2 separate regions of the Gossypium hirsutum genome follow, and region 1 is linked to region 2. A link is a contact called in public Hi-C data. All regions are on one chromosome and are shown on one strand. The core of a region is the stretch at or near the end of the contact, and the rest is flanking DNA. Distances in the headings are between cores, read along the strand shown.

The links. Hi-C and Micro-C count contacts between places; a contact is called where the count stands out from the background.
Region 1: a contact with region 2 is called in a Hi-C map of leaf, with 1.6 times the contacts expected there. The contact joins the promoter of LOC107926927 here to the enhancer-like site in region 2. A contact is called at or near these places in 6 of 34 Hi-C or Micro-C datasets (anther, leaf and petal).

The regions. Positions count from the first base shown.
Region 1 is chrA12:14,164,252-14,171,962 of Gossypium_hirsutum_v2.1, reverse strand. LOC107926927 (kinesin-like protein KIN-7H) reads left to right here and starts at 4,637. Exons shown (of 14, transcript XM_041083993.1): 1 at 4,637-5,115; 2 at 5,624-5,865; 3 at 6,011-6,100; 4 at 6,179-6,279; 5 at 6,376-6,489; 6 at 6,563-6,644; 7 at 6,724-6,791; 8 at 6,900-6,965; 9 at 7,056-7,180; 10 at 7,267-7,603. The coding sequence starts at 5,655.
Region 2 is chrA12:14,095,876-14,103,312 of Gossypium_hirsutum_v2.1, reverse strand. No RefSeq gene overlaps it. Among protein-coding and RNA genes, the nearest start is that of LOC107939041, 32 kb to the left of the region's middle. Within about 2 kb of position 3,597, at least 3 of the 9 cell types and tissues checked have an H3K27ac peak or open chromatin away from gene starts, as enhancers often do. A contact at or near this core is called in leaf, where this site is marked.

The sequences.
Region 1 (7,711 bases), core at 3,388-5,887, 68 kb before region 2:
CTAGAATTTTAAAAGGGTCAAACTCAAACCCAATCCAACCCGGCCCAACGTAACCTATGGATAACTATTATAACTAAGGGCCTTCATTTTGTTAAGAGAGGAGGTAGGACAGCTGTCCTTTTTTCTTTTCCATTTTTTGTCATTGTAAGGTAATGATTTATTTTCAATTTTGATGCCTTTATTAAGATAAATTTGAGATTTAATCCCTACACGTTAATTTATCATAATTTGTTTCTCTTAACTTTATAATGTTAAGAAAAATATAACTAATACAATAATCCTGAGACAATATATAATTTTATTTATATATATATAGTCATTAAATATATAATAAAAGGTTAAATATTTGACATCATTCGATCTATTACTTCATGTAGCGTTTCAGAATTAAAATTTTGGAATTTAGATTTCAAAAATAATATAAATTAAATAGTAAACTATTTAAAAATGTAACATTCATGTTAATTTGAAATTCTTAAGATAATTTTGTATTTTACAAATTCATGTTGTCATAACTTTTTAATATATATTATATTGAATTTAAACTTATTTGTTCATAATATATTATGCATTTCATATTTACCATTTACGCAGTAAATAAAATTTAAATTCTCAAATCCATTCCTATATGGAGCATTAATGAATTATATAATTCATATTCGAATAATAGATTTATTGTTTAGCATTGATTTATACTGCATACAAATATAAATTAAAGAATATAAATTACCAAAATTCATTTTAATTTTAATTCAAATATTTTAGATATTTGAATTTATTACTAACATTTGAATTACCCATAAAAAATTGATATTTAAATTGAATATCCAATTTATATATTTAAAATTATTATTTGAACTTAAACTTCTTTCCAAAAATAAATTGATAAATTCTAACATTTTTAAGAATTTAATTAATGAAATATTCTATTTTTAATTGTACAAGTGTAGAAAATTGGGGAGATATTATGATAATATTACTAAATGTAACATTTATTTTTATTTTTTATCTATACATAAAATAGAGAGAGTAAGAATTATATATTTTATGATAACAATAAATAGCGAATGATTGAAATTTATTGTATAATTTAAAATCGGTAATGATTTAAAAGTTAATTTAATACAATTAGAATTATATTTATAATTTAGAAAATAAGAAAAAGTATACAAATGTAATTATTAGTAATTTTATTAATATTTTTATAGTTACGAAATTGTTTAATAAATTTGATTTTTAATGAAACATTTCCGGGAGAAGAGAGAAACAATACTTGTATGTGTTAAAGGAAAATGTAAAGGCCTTCCTTGTGTTGACACGTGGGACCTGGGTATGGTGTTCTTTCCTTCCTAACGTTATACAAAAGAGTTAAATTTTAATTTTGATTTTTTTATTATATTTAAATTGAAGATTTAATTTTTAATTAGTTTAAATAGTTGTTTTTATTAATTTTTTTATTAAAAGGTTATGTTATTATATATAATTTGAATACTAAGAGAATTGGTGGGTGACACATGACCTTTTATGTCTTTCGGGTTTGCCTTATTCTTCTTTTTTTTCTTTTATATTATAAGACAATTGTCAAATTTTAATTTTGACCCCTATATTATTTTAAAACTTGATATTTAATCTATATATTTTAATTCTTAATATAAATTGATCCATCTATTTTTGTAATACCTAAATAGTTAATATTGTTAACTATTTCAATTAAAATATTGACGCCAATTTTCCATAAAAATACTATTCCCACAAAAAAATATTTTATTATGATGAGTTCTTATTTGTCTTTTTTTAAAAAAAATCTATATAAATATTTTCAATGTTATTTTTATTGTTCATTACAAACAAGTGAATTTTTTTTTAAAATTTCAAAATATCATATCAATAAATTCAACAGAATAATTTTAACACGGGTAACAATTAAATTTTAATTTTTAAATTTAAAATACTAAATTCTTGAATATAAAAATAAAGGACTAAATTTTAAATGTAAGTGTAATATAAAAAATTATAATATTATATATTAACATTTAAATTTTCACTTTATAATTTAATACAAAGTGAAGTTGGAAAGTGAGTGATGTGAAGTTTGTAGTAATAATTTGGAGAAACGTCACCTATGTAATTATTGGTTGGATTAGCATGTGCAAACGAATTAAACCCACCTTTATGTCTCACCCAAGTTGAAAACTATAAGGGCTACCTGTTCCACTAATTGCATGTTATGTAGCTCTCTCTTTTTCTTTAATTATATATATATATTTACTAATATTGATCATCAACCTAATTCACATCACCGTTGTCCCAGGCCTTCATGCTGGAATTAATCATTTAAGAAATAGGGATTCTACTCTCTTTCATAGAAATATTGACACTTGTCATCACATCTTTATTTTATGTTTTCCTTTATTAAATCCAAAATCCTCCTCTATAATATTCTATAATCATATTACACATATATCTATTAATTTATTCCATAAAAAAAATATGTTGTTTTATTTATTGAGTCTACAAGTTTAGAAAGATTTTTAATTATTCATAATTTTTTTTTAAATAGAAGAATAAATACACCTTAACGCGTTTAAATCTATGTTCTCCTTCTTTGATAACGATATCAACGCCAATCAAACTAAAATTCAGTTGGCATATTTAAAAAAAATTTGTGAATATAAACGAAGTTATACTAGACCACATAAGAAACTATAAAATGAAGGAGAGATGTGATGTAGTGAAGTAGTCAAGGGTTTAACGCGCACCACAAAAACCTTATTTGAAATGCCCTCCAAATTCAGGCACCATTACCATTTGCCAGGCTAGGGCTTGGGGGCTCACTTCATATGTTATGCACCAAATATTGAAACCAAAACAGACTGATATGTACCAATCTTTGTAGCCAATGAACCCCACATGATTGAGTACCTCTACATCTTCTATTTACTGTGATATTTTTCTTTGACTGATATGCCAAAAAACAAAAGGAAATACAAGCAACAAGAAGCTAAAAAACAAAAGCAAATCAAGACAGATCCGAAACAATGGATTGAATCACAATATTATAGAGGTTGAAGACCCCATTTTCAAAATTTAGATGCAATGCAAGACTTGAACGATACTTCATGGCCATCTTTATTCTTTGGTTTTCGGGATAAAATAATGACAATGGTAACCCAGTTACTAAGAAAGAATTGTTGCCAAACTTATATGGTTGTTACAATGTTTTCAAAGCAAAAGATGGATGCTACTAATCAAATATGAATGTGATTTTGATAAACTAGCAAACAATCACCATCTTGTCCTCACTATTTGAAAGGACTTCTGAAAATATTATTCGGAAGCTAAATCAGATTAATTTAAATATCTAACAACTAGTCATTGCTTTATTTAATCTTCACAAACATACGGCTGTTTATCATTAATTGGTTAGGTTACATAATTACAAGCAAGTTTTAACCATTTCTGGTGGTTTCCAAGTCATATTAAAGTACAAAAGTGCTATCTAAAAATGCATAAAAAAAATATAAATTTGAATGTATTGAAGTATATTATCAAAATAATTTATAGCTATTCATATTTCATCTCTTTTCAAATCCAATATCTATTTAATTCCAACTTTATTTCATTTGAACGAACCAAAGCCTTTTATACAACATTCGGACCCATATGTTTGAAACAATGTTGGTTGGGTTTATTTGCATTTCAAGGAACAGGATAATATGAAAAGAAAACATATATCCATACACCTAATTCAATAATATTGAAACCATGTGCTACAAAAGCAAAAAAGAAGAAATAAATGAATGCTCTATTCTTGTAATTGTACCCAGAAAAGAAATTATTTTCAACTTTCTTTCTTAGAGAGAGATAAGGCATTGTGTTGAGGGAATAAAAATGGGAATAGCACATGCATGTAATCTAATTTTTTAAGAACACAAATCTTACAAATTATATAATAATGACATTTGGTATACCAAATTTAAGGTTCTTTGCCAACAAATTATTTCAGAAACACAAGCATATGCATGGGCCTCCATTCGTCTTTGGAGGAGTGGAATATGCTAAGCAATGGCTTTTCTCACCACATGGGTTGGGGATGCTGCAATTATTAATCTTTGGGTTTTGGTCAAAGGGGTCCCCCTGCATTCTATCTGTCTTTAGCAGCTTTTGTTTGCCTCTGTGTTTTGCATGGAAGGAAAATCCCAATGACAATAAATACATTAGACTAAAAAGTCAGCAAATAAGTGAAGACTTTTCCTATATAAATTAAATATAATTCCTGCTTTTATCTATAATTCTCCAACACTTAAATCTCAAACTGGTAGAGATGACTAAAACATGATGCTTTGTGTTTTTACTGCCATTTTTATGGAAAAATGTTTATTGTAGAAAGAACATAAAAGGAAAAATAAAACCCTGCCATGTGCAGGTTAAGTACCATATTTGAACCCATCAACCTTCGTGAATCATATACTTTAGCACTTACTCAAAGATGGGAATCTAATTTAGATTCATTTTATAATAACTTTTTTCTTTTTGGTTTAGAAAAGCTAGTTTTATCTGGAACCCTTGAGCAATAATTTAATGCAATGAGTAACAAGGCTTGGTTGCTAAGCAAATTAGGTACAGCTTTATTTTTGCTTTAATGGCCAAAACTGCATACTCATCACCTTCTTCTGTTATGAAAAAGCATTTTTCATTTGGTTTTAATTCAAAGATTAATTATGTTTTCACCTTAAGAGCAGCCTCCAAAATCAACTAACAATCAAACAAAGAAGCAGACGCCATAACCGCATCAATATCTCACAAACTTTTTTGCATTAAAAACCCCAACTTCCCTCTTAAGAGAATTAAACATCATGAATTTCCTTCTCTTTCACTCTCTGTTTGCTTTATTTTTTAAAAAATTTCTGTCATAGAAATTTCCTTTTTTCTTTTGTTTGCATGCAAATGCAGCCTGGTATGAAAGCTGTTTGAAGTTTGAAGTAAGAAAAAGAGTTGAACTTGTGCTGTAATTCTGTGTGTGCAGAAAGGATATTCAATTTTGTTTCTTTAGCTCTGCATTTGGAATTTGAGGGAAATATCAAAACATTCCTTGAAACACCCTTCAATCCCAAGGTAAAAACTTCTTATTTCTCAAACTATTTTAATTTTAATTTCTTTTTCTTTTATATTAAATTCAAAAGATTCTGTTTTTAAATAGTGTGAGAATCTGACTTTGACAGTCTGTAATTAGAGACCATCTTGGAACAATCCAAAGTCTTGTGTCTTAGAACAGTCCAAAGTCTTGTATTAATTAAAAACTCTAATTAAGTAGTCTGGCCGAATGGCTGTTGACTTAAAGAATTATTGTAGCCGGTGATAAAGGGCACAATTTCTTTTCACCAATAATTTGTGTTTACATTGACAAGGGGCGGTGTGGTTTCTGGGTTAAGACAAGTTACTGAAGAAAAACAAATGTTGGGTGAATTTAGCACTAACCCATGATTAGTTTGTTGATTTCGGACAATGATGTTGGGTGGTCCTTATACCAACAGAAGCTTCATTGTCAAACCGTTTGAATTAGTGATAGGGAGCTTAAGTAAAGAAGCAAGCGTTGCTGATGTTTTGATGGTATTATTTGTAGCAATTTGAATTTTGGTGAGTGCAGTTGAGAGATGGGGATGGATGGTGGAGAAGAGCAAATGCAAGAGCCAGCAGGCTGCAAGGAAAGAATTTTCGTTTCGGTTCGTTTACGCCCTCTCAATTACAAGGAAATAGCTAGGCACGATGTATCAGACTGGGAATGCATCAATGATAACACAATTATATACCGGAACAGCCTTTCGGTTTCCGAGAGATCAATGTACCCAACTGCCTATACTTTTGGTAAGAGTTCAGATTTCAGTTCTTGTATGTTTGATTGCATTCCTCAGTCTATCATTTATTGGCATTTTTATCATGTATGGAGATGAGACCAGCATTTTCTAATAGTGATACTCTTTTCATTTCATGGGTCGTCTGCCGATTTTAGACCGAGTTTTTAGCCCTGATTGCCCCAACCAGCAAGTGTATGAAGCAGGAGCAAAGGCAGTTGCTATTTCAGTTGTCAGTGGTATAAACTGTGAGTGCATCTCTTTTTAGACTCCCCATACCTTCCTGATCTCCTCTCTCAATTCTTTAACATTTAACTATTTTTCAGCGAGTGTTTTTGCCTATGGACAAACAAGCAGCGGAAAGACATATACGATGATTGGAATTACCGAGTATGCCATGACAGATATATATGACTACATACAAAGGGTAATGAAGATGCAACAGTTTTGTTGCTCACTCCTAGTTTTTCTTTTCCATTGTGTGTCTCCCTTTGACTAAAAACAAACTGTACTTTTTCTGTAGCACAAGGAAAGAGAGTTTATCCTGAAGTTCTCAGCTATGGAGATTTATAATGAATCTGTCAGAGACCTCCTTAGTGCAGACAGCACTCCCCTTAGGCTTCTAGATGATCCAGAAGTGAGTTCAGTCATTTGTTTGTAAGGAACTAGTTATCTTATGGACTATCTCACTAACAGAGCTAATTTGATAGAGAGGGACCGTTGTTGAGAAACTCACCGAAGAAACACTGCAGGACTGGAATCATTTTAAACAGCTTCTATCTGTGTGTGAAGGTAACAAATTGTCTCAACCAGTCTCCCTTTAACTCGCTCATGACTGTATTTTTAAGCATGTCTTGGTGCACATCGGCAGCTCAAAGACAGATAGGCGAGACTTCTTTGAACGAGACAAGCTCTAGATCACATCAAATTTTGAGAGTGGTAATGTTGTCTGTTTCATTGCGAAACTTCAAGATATTGTTCACTTGACAATGATTATATTCTATTTTAGTTATTAATCTTTATTCATGTGGTTATGTCACTCATCAGATGATAGAAAGTTCTGCACGAGAATTTTTAGGCAATGGAAAATCAAGTACCCTTGCAGCCACTGTGGTATGAACAATATATACTTTTCAGTCAAGGATTTGTTGTTACAACAGATATTGGGAAAGAAACTTATGTTCTCATTCTTTTATTGTCTAGAATTTTGTTGATCTTGCAGGAAGTGAGCGTGCATCTCAGACATTATCAGCTGGTGCTAGGCTGAAAGAAGGTTGCCATATAAATCGCAGTTTATTAACGCTTGGAACTGTTATCCGTAAGCTGAGGTTAGCTTATTAAAATTTTGTATATATTATATATTGAACCAAGTAATCATTACCATATTGTCTTATAAACTTATATTTGACTGCAGCAAGGGAAGAAATGGGCATATTCCGTTCAGAGATTCAAAGCTGACCCGTATACTTCAGTCTTCCTTAGGAGGCAATGCTAGAACTGCTATCATTTGTACCATGAGTCCAGCAAGAAGTCATGTTGAACAATCGAGAAACACCCTCTTATTTGCAAGTTGTGCTAAAGAAGTGACTACCAATGCACAAGTCAATGTGGTCATGTCGGATAAAGCATTAGTGAAACAACTGCAAAGAGAATTGGCTAGACTAGAGAACGAGCTGAGAAGTGCAAGAACAACTTCGATTTCCTCTGATTCTGCTGCATTGCTAAGAGAGAAAGACCTCGAGATTGAAAAGGTTCAAGTTGCATTGTTCTTCAGTCTCTTGCATCACTCATTGAATAGTTTTAGAAGCCTGGCTGGTGGATATTTCTTACAAAATAGTTTTTAGCTGGCAAAATTTCAA
Region 2 (7,437 bases), core at 2,348-4,847:
TTAGGGTAAAACAGAAGTTGTTTTTTTTTTTGGTACATGATTCTATCATTTTTCATCATTGTATTGGGTAAATCTTGTTCATCACAAAAACAAATCGATTTTTAACACTCAATTTCATTTATTGTACTTATTTAGCAATTGCTATAATGAGTTGGGCCGGAGATGATTAATCTCAACCTACTTTGAGGAAGAACGTAAATGGTTTTGGAGGAGCCACACGTTCACTTGGATGCCAAAAATCATGTATTTCCGAGCCAAGTAGAGAGGCCCAGGGACCAGTGAGTTAGTACACAAAAAAGAAAGCCCTCTTAAAGAATTGCATCGATGGTGAAATAATTATAGCTAGGGAGTAATATGGACAAACAATCCAAGTTTAATCATTTTATTTTGCCACCCACAAGCTTTTGTGATGAGTCCATTTTGTTCTTATAGCATTTGAAAATAGCTTACTCTAGCAGATATTGAAAACAAAATTTTCATGAGATCTCATCACAATTCTTCATCATATTTAATATTTTTTTAGAGTTTACAAATATAGTATAATTATAAATATATATCGAAACATTAATAAAATACAAATGGATGAAGAATCAAAATATAATCAATTAAAAGTTACAAATGACAATAATGCATGATTGGTACCGAAGATTTGACCATAATATTAGTTAATTCCTTATGCTTTTTTATAGTCTTATCTCTAAGAACTTAATTGTAAAACATTATAAACACTTTTTTATAGTCTTATCTCTAAGAACTTAATTGTAAAACAATTACCAAAGCAATTAATGGCCAAAATTCTTAATAAATGATGCAAGTAATCCTTCACTTGTACCGACAATACTCCAAAAATGGCTATAGTTGGGGTCACATTATTACAAAGGAATAAAGGAAAGAAAGTGGTTTAAGGCAACAAGAAGTAGACCTTTTTGACAAAGATGCAATCAAAGGCCAAAATTGTAGTAAAATGTGGAACCAAACACCAGTTTTGTCTGAGTAACAAAAGCAAAAGAAAATATGTAACAAGTCTATTCGTGCGCGTTACAATCGATGTAAATTGGACCCTACGAAAGGTCTGGTCATGAGCCACGAGGGTGAGGCTGAGGCTGAGGCTGAGGCAGTCCCCAAATCCAATAGTAAACACCTTCAGCTCACCTGTGACCATCATGGGGGCATCTATTTCTTCCCCCCCCCCCAATTTGTTTCCCAATCAATGGCCCATGTTCGAGAGTTCCATTTGTTAAGAAATGTGGCTTGTTTCCATTCCATATCCAAAGTAATTACAGGCGGCCAACCAGTTAACATCTGACAAATAAAACCTACAACATGTGCCCTGTAAAACCCTAAAAGATATTATAAATGGTTTCAACCTTCAACACTAGCACCAATCCTGATCTTGCACAATGATTCTAATATCAGAAACCCTGGTGGTTACTACATGGGTTTCGAATCGATTGTCAATCACAGTGACTGCCAAGCAATCATGGTCGATGCCCTTGTAATAAAGCTTGTGTTTCACACCTTTGAAATACTTAAAACTCCAAAAGGGAGGGGCATTGAGTTTTATATGAGTGTAGTTCAAGAGTTAGGTGTTGTAAAAAATTGATTCTTTCTTTCTTTCCTCCACCAATCAAACACAGTTAAGATGAAGCCAAGTTCAGGTTCGATTTATTGACTTTAAAAAAGAAAAATATTTTCTAACAAACTAAAACTTGGAAGAGTAAGGCGTTAAAAAGGGAAAAAGAGGATGAGTTTGGAGGGTGGTCGATTTCGAAAAGGAATATAATATCCTGACAGGGCCTCAATGGATCATCTTTTGCTGCTTACGCTAACTCTGATCACCACATTTATTTATTTATTATTACAAGTTACTAATTATTATATATAAGTTCCACATGCTTAATTCCAGATTCCTCATGATCTTTATATAAAGTTGAACCAAATTTTAAAGCCATATATCCCATCCGGTGGTTTTCCATGGATTTCACGTTTAAACAAACAACTCAAATCTCATACATCATAAAAAGTACTTATTACATCTTCCATGTCTATATATTTACTAATTTGATAAATTAAAGGTTGAATATTTTACTGCTACACTAACAACTTAATTAAGGGATCCTTTTTCATGATAGCAACATTGTATCAATAATCAAGCAGGACCGCTTCTCTATTCTGGTGCCATGCCTAGCCTGTTACATTGCTCATAGCTGCTGTTGCTTCATAATTTTAGTATGCAAAAATTAGTTTCAGTTTTCCACCAAGTTATGAATATAAATATAAATCACACTAAAAAATTTATTAATTAATGTGTTGCAAATTTAATCACTTACAATGATTTGTATTTATATTTTTTTATTGTAATCTAAATTCAAATCACAATTTCTTCACCATAAGTTTTCATAAGAGTTTTCAAATGCCTCCAAGGACAATTCTTTTTTTCCCAACAATGTCAAAATAGAAAAAGATTAAATCCATTTAATAGGGGAAGAGTAAAAAAAAAAAAGTAAAGAGAGAAGAAGTAGATAAGGAAAATAAAGATATAAAAGGGAAAAAAATCAAATTATTCAAAAAGAAAAAAAAAAGTATACGGGTTAGCTTTACAATAACACTTAGGTCTTATTTTTCATTGCATTTCAAATTAGCTTTTGGAGAAAAAACCACTTTTGATTCCGTGAGTGACGAAGAACAATGTGAGGTTAGAATCAAAAATGTTTTTCAAACTAGCTTTTAGACTCAACCTCCGTTTTTAGCTTTTGAATGTAAAATTATCAAAATATCCTCATTTATTTCATCAAATTTTTATTTATTTTACAACTAAATAAATCCATAACAATCAAATACCTTTTTTAATCTTTAACTTAACATTTAGCAACGAACATGTAAATTATTTGTGTATATTTTATGTATTAATATATTAAATTATTAAAATATCATTTAATTTATTTTTTACTTCCCAACATTATGTTTAAAATGAGTATTTGAAATTGTTACAGCATTTTTTTATAACAACAAAAACCACGTACATACCTTTTAAAAACATAATACACTTGTTAAAAATATATTTTAATTCAAATAATAATGAAGAATTAATTTTTAAAATTTTAATTTAAAATGAAAATATAACGTAAATTTATTGTTACATCGTTAATAAAATTTAATGAAAAAGAAATATTGTAATTTTTTAAGTTGGGATGTCCGAATCTCTTTTCATTAACAAAGTTACTTTTTAGTTATAGAAAATGAAAATATTAAAAAAGTTGAAGTAAAAAATATGATTATGTCTGGAAAATGATTAAATGGTGAATCTTCCTACAGTTATTTTAATTGAACAGTGGGTTACCAGTTTGACTGCATTATAACCAGTTTGACTGTTTAATTAGTAGTAATTGATTATTTTACATTCCGTAATAAACTGAAAGTGGAAGTAGGGGTCCTTCGGTCATTGAGTTTTGTCTTTTCCTTTGTTTGTCTTCTACGTAACGATCCACTTTCCGCCACGTGGATTCCAATACAAATAGTCATTTGGAAGCCGTAATTCCCGAATTGAAATGACTGTAATATCCCGAATTGAAATCGCGGGAAACCACGCTAGCCGACAATGGCGAGGGAGAGAGTGACAGCGTGGACGGAGGCAACACGCGGCTAATGTATGTCCAAGTGGCAGAAAGGTTGAAAAGGAAATGGGGAAATTATTGGAATCATAGGATTAGTCACGTCCCAATGACTTACTCATTATTTTAATATTATTTAATAAAACAACACAATTAAGATGTTCAAGCTCATATCCGAGTTTTACTTGCTCAAATAATTTATTTTACTATTTTTTTATAATTAAAATTAAATAAAAACATGTTTTAATTTATTTAATTTAAATTTGGGCTGATTAGTTAGAGAATAAAACATCTTTTTCCAAGCTCAAACCAACTAAGCCACTTGGCCATGAATATAGTTTTTTTAAAACAATTTAAAGATATTTATAGTTAAAAATTATAAAAGTAAATTGTTAATTAAAATTTAAAATTCTTAAATATCTATAATAGTTTTTTTTTTCTAAGGAAGAAGATGCCTTTAATGTTTATTATTATTGTAATTTTGATTTGATTTTTTTCCAAATTTGCATAATTGGTGTTGATGACTAATGATACCAAAGACGGCCAACAAAATTATAGTTATATTGATGACTATTATTTTCTTTTAAAATTTTAAGTATATTATATTTTTTTATAAGAGTATATATAAATTTAATCTAATTTTTATTTGTAACAATTAACATTAAGTGTTTTTTGTTATGAAAAACAAAACAATTAGAATAAACCCAGTCAATGAATAGCAGTACTATGGATGACTACAATTTTCTTTTACGTATATTATTTAGTTCTTTTATATGTATATTTTTAATTATAATTAGTTCATATGTATGTTTATAAAATGAATAAGAAAGTGAGGGAAAAGGTGGAAAAGGAACCGACACATTTCACGACGCCTCCCCCTCCCCATACCAAAGGTTAATAAAACATTAAAAAAAAAATTAAAAGAGTCAAAAAGTATGTATGCTTTATGATTGAATTTTCTATTTCTACAAAATAAATTTATTTTCTTATTTTCATATTCATATTCATAATGCAACAACATATCATTTCCTATGAAAATCTCATATACAAAATAATTACAATGTGTATACATAAATTTTACTATTAGTCCATGTACTTTACAAAAAATTTAGATTTAATTTTTATACTTTAATTTGGTATTTTTAGTTTCTCTACTTTTAAAATTTTAATCTTCAAAAAATAATAATTGTTAAATTTATTAAGTTCTGTTATTTTAAAAATATGATGCAGAAAATATATTATCATATATATAGTGTAATATAATGTTAACTTATTATTTTCATATGTTACTCACGAAAATACATTAACAATTGATATTTGTGTCAAATAAAATTTTAAAATTCAAAAATCATATAAAAATATTCTAATAGTAGAACCCTTCACACTTTTGCACATAACATGTCTTCACCATGCCAAGAATAAATAAAGGCCAACCATAGGACCAAAAGAGGATACAGAGGGTATTTTCTCGTCAAGGAGCTTCTTTCCTTAATCTCCATTTTTAGTCTATTTTTTTCTTCAGTTTATGCTCTTGCTCTCTCTATTATAAAGCCCTTGCACTGCACTGACTTAGAGTATTATAAACTATAAGTTTTAACACCTTTTAAGCTCACATAACTTAATAACTTAAGACCATCTAAACCCATTTTACCTTTTTCCTAAAAATATCTCTCAACATGAGAAAAAAATAAATAAAAATGGTATAATTAGTAATTATCTGCCAAATCTATTCATACGACTTATAACAATATTTTAACATATTTATATAGGGTGAATTAAGAGAAATTGCGGATTTTTTTTAAAATATTTAAAGGATTAGACCCTTTTTTTTTGAATATTTGTGGGATTAGGTCAATTTTTAAATCGCACTAAGCTGGATGTGTTTTCAGCGTACTTTGCAAAAAAACGCATTAAGCTAGATATGTTTTCAACATACGTTGCAAGAAACTGGACGTGCTTTACTGCTCTTTCAGCAAAACACTTCTAGTTGGACGATTTTTCCCAACAACTACCCCACAATGGGCAAATTCCAACAGCTACTTCCCCCACCCTCCCCCCCCCACCCCAACACACAATTAAAAAAAAAACCTATTTAAACTCCTCAATTCCATTTTTTTTCAATTCTCTCTCAGTTCTCTCTTAATTATCTCTCAATTCACTCAATTTTTATTAAAATTCTCTTTTTTATTTAACTTTGTATCACAAAATTTAATTATTTTTTATTTAATTCTTAATCGTCAATTATCTTATTTGTTTGGATGACAAACACATTTCAACCTTCTAATTGAAAATGGTAAGAAAATATTTATATTATTTTTAATCTAATTTAATTTCATTATTACGTTGTTACGTTGAAATTTAAAATTTTGTATTTTTTTTATAATTAGGTGGAAGATCGGATTTTGGAGACATATATTTGCAATCTATCCCCTCCTCTATCGACTTTAATCAAACCATACTTCAAAGATGCGGGATTCTTTCATGTGGTTCGTATGTTTGGGTGTATAAATTGAAAGCTACACTTGTCAACGCGTTGGTGGAAAGATGGAGACCCAAGACACACACATTTCATCTTCTATGCGGTGAGTGTACAATCACGCTGGAGGACGTATAATTACAACTTAAGTTACCAGTGGATGGGTCAGTAGTGACGGGCTCAGTTGTCACTACTAATTTGAAAGTCTTATGCAGCCAACTGTTAGGGAAGGTTCCAGACAAGATTTATGGTGGCTAGATAAACATGAATTGGTTGAAAAGAAATTTTGATGAGCACAATATGGACTTGAGTCCACTTGAAAGGGAATAATACACTTGGGCATACATCCTTAGGATAATCGAGGGTCTTCTAATGCCTGATAAATCGCGAAATCTTGTACATTTAAGGTTGCTACTACAATCAAGGACTTAAAATAAGTGGGCCAACTCAGTTGGGGATCAGCGGTGTTGGCAACATTGTACTGAGAGATGTGTCGGGCGATGCAACTACAAAAAAATTAAAACAGTAGATGCATGCTCCTATTGCAATCATGGGCATGGTATCAATTGTCATTTTTACGTCCTCAAGTTTACTATCATTATACATTCTCACTCGTAACAAAGTAAAATTCATTAGATTATATATTTACCTTAATAAAAAATTTTAAATTTTAAATTTTTTTATTAACATATTATTTCAATAGGTGGAACTATATGCTGAGTTATGTGGAACTATTAAAGGAGCTTCAAGATATACAGCTCCTGTTAGATCAACGATCGGAAGCGGAGGTTAGTATTTCTAAAAATTTTAATTATATAATATTGACACAAGGATTTAAAAATTATTAGTAAGTATATAATTGAAATTATTATTTTTTACTATAGTTTGAATGGACGCCATACTCTGATTCGAGAATTTAAGCATGTATCTCGTCTGAATTATTGGTGAATCCCAACATTTCACACGTGAAGGTGTCATTGAGAGTTTACGCTACAGTAAAAATTTACGAATTCGATCAAGTTAAGTTTGAATTTAAGCAAACAATTCCATTACCATCCCAACGCAATGGAGACCTGCACAAGATCAACTTATGAGGGAGACCCGAGGAATTAGGCTAAATTCCATTAGCAATATATCAACATTTGAGAGCATATGCACGACTTTTTGCGTAATCGCGACGCTCGTCAATTAGCTTTAGATCATCGTACTAAACCATGGCAAGTCATATTTACTATTGGGGGAGGCGAGGCATAGGCAACTTTATTCAAAGAGGCCACGATAACCATCTAGGAAACTAAGGCCTGGAGCAAGTGTTGAGGCGGGTCCATCATCGACACCAATGCAACAAGA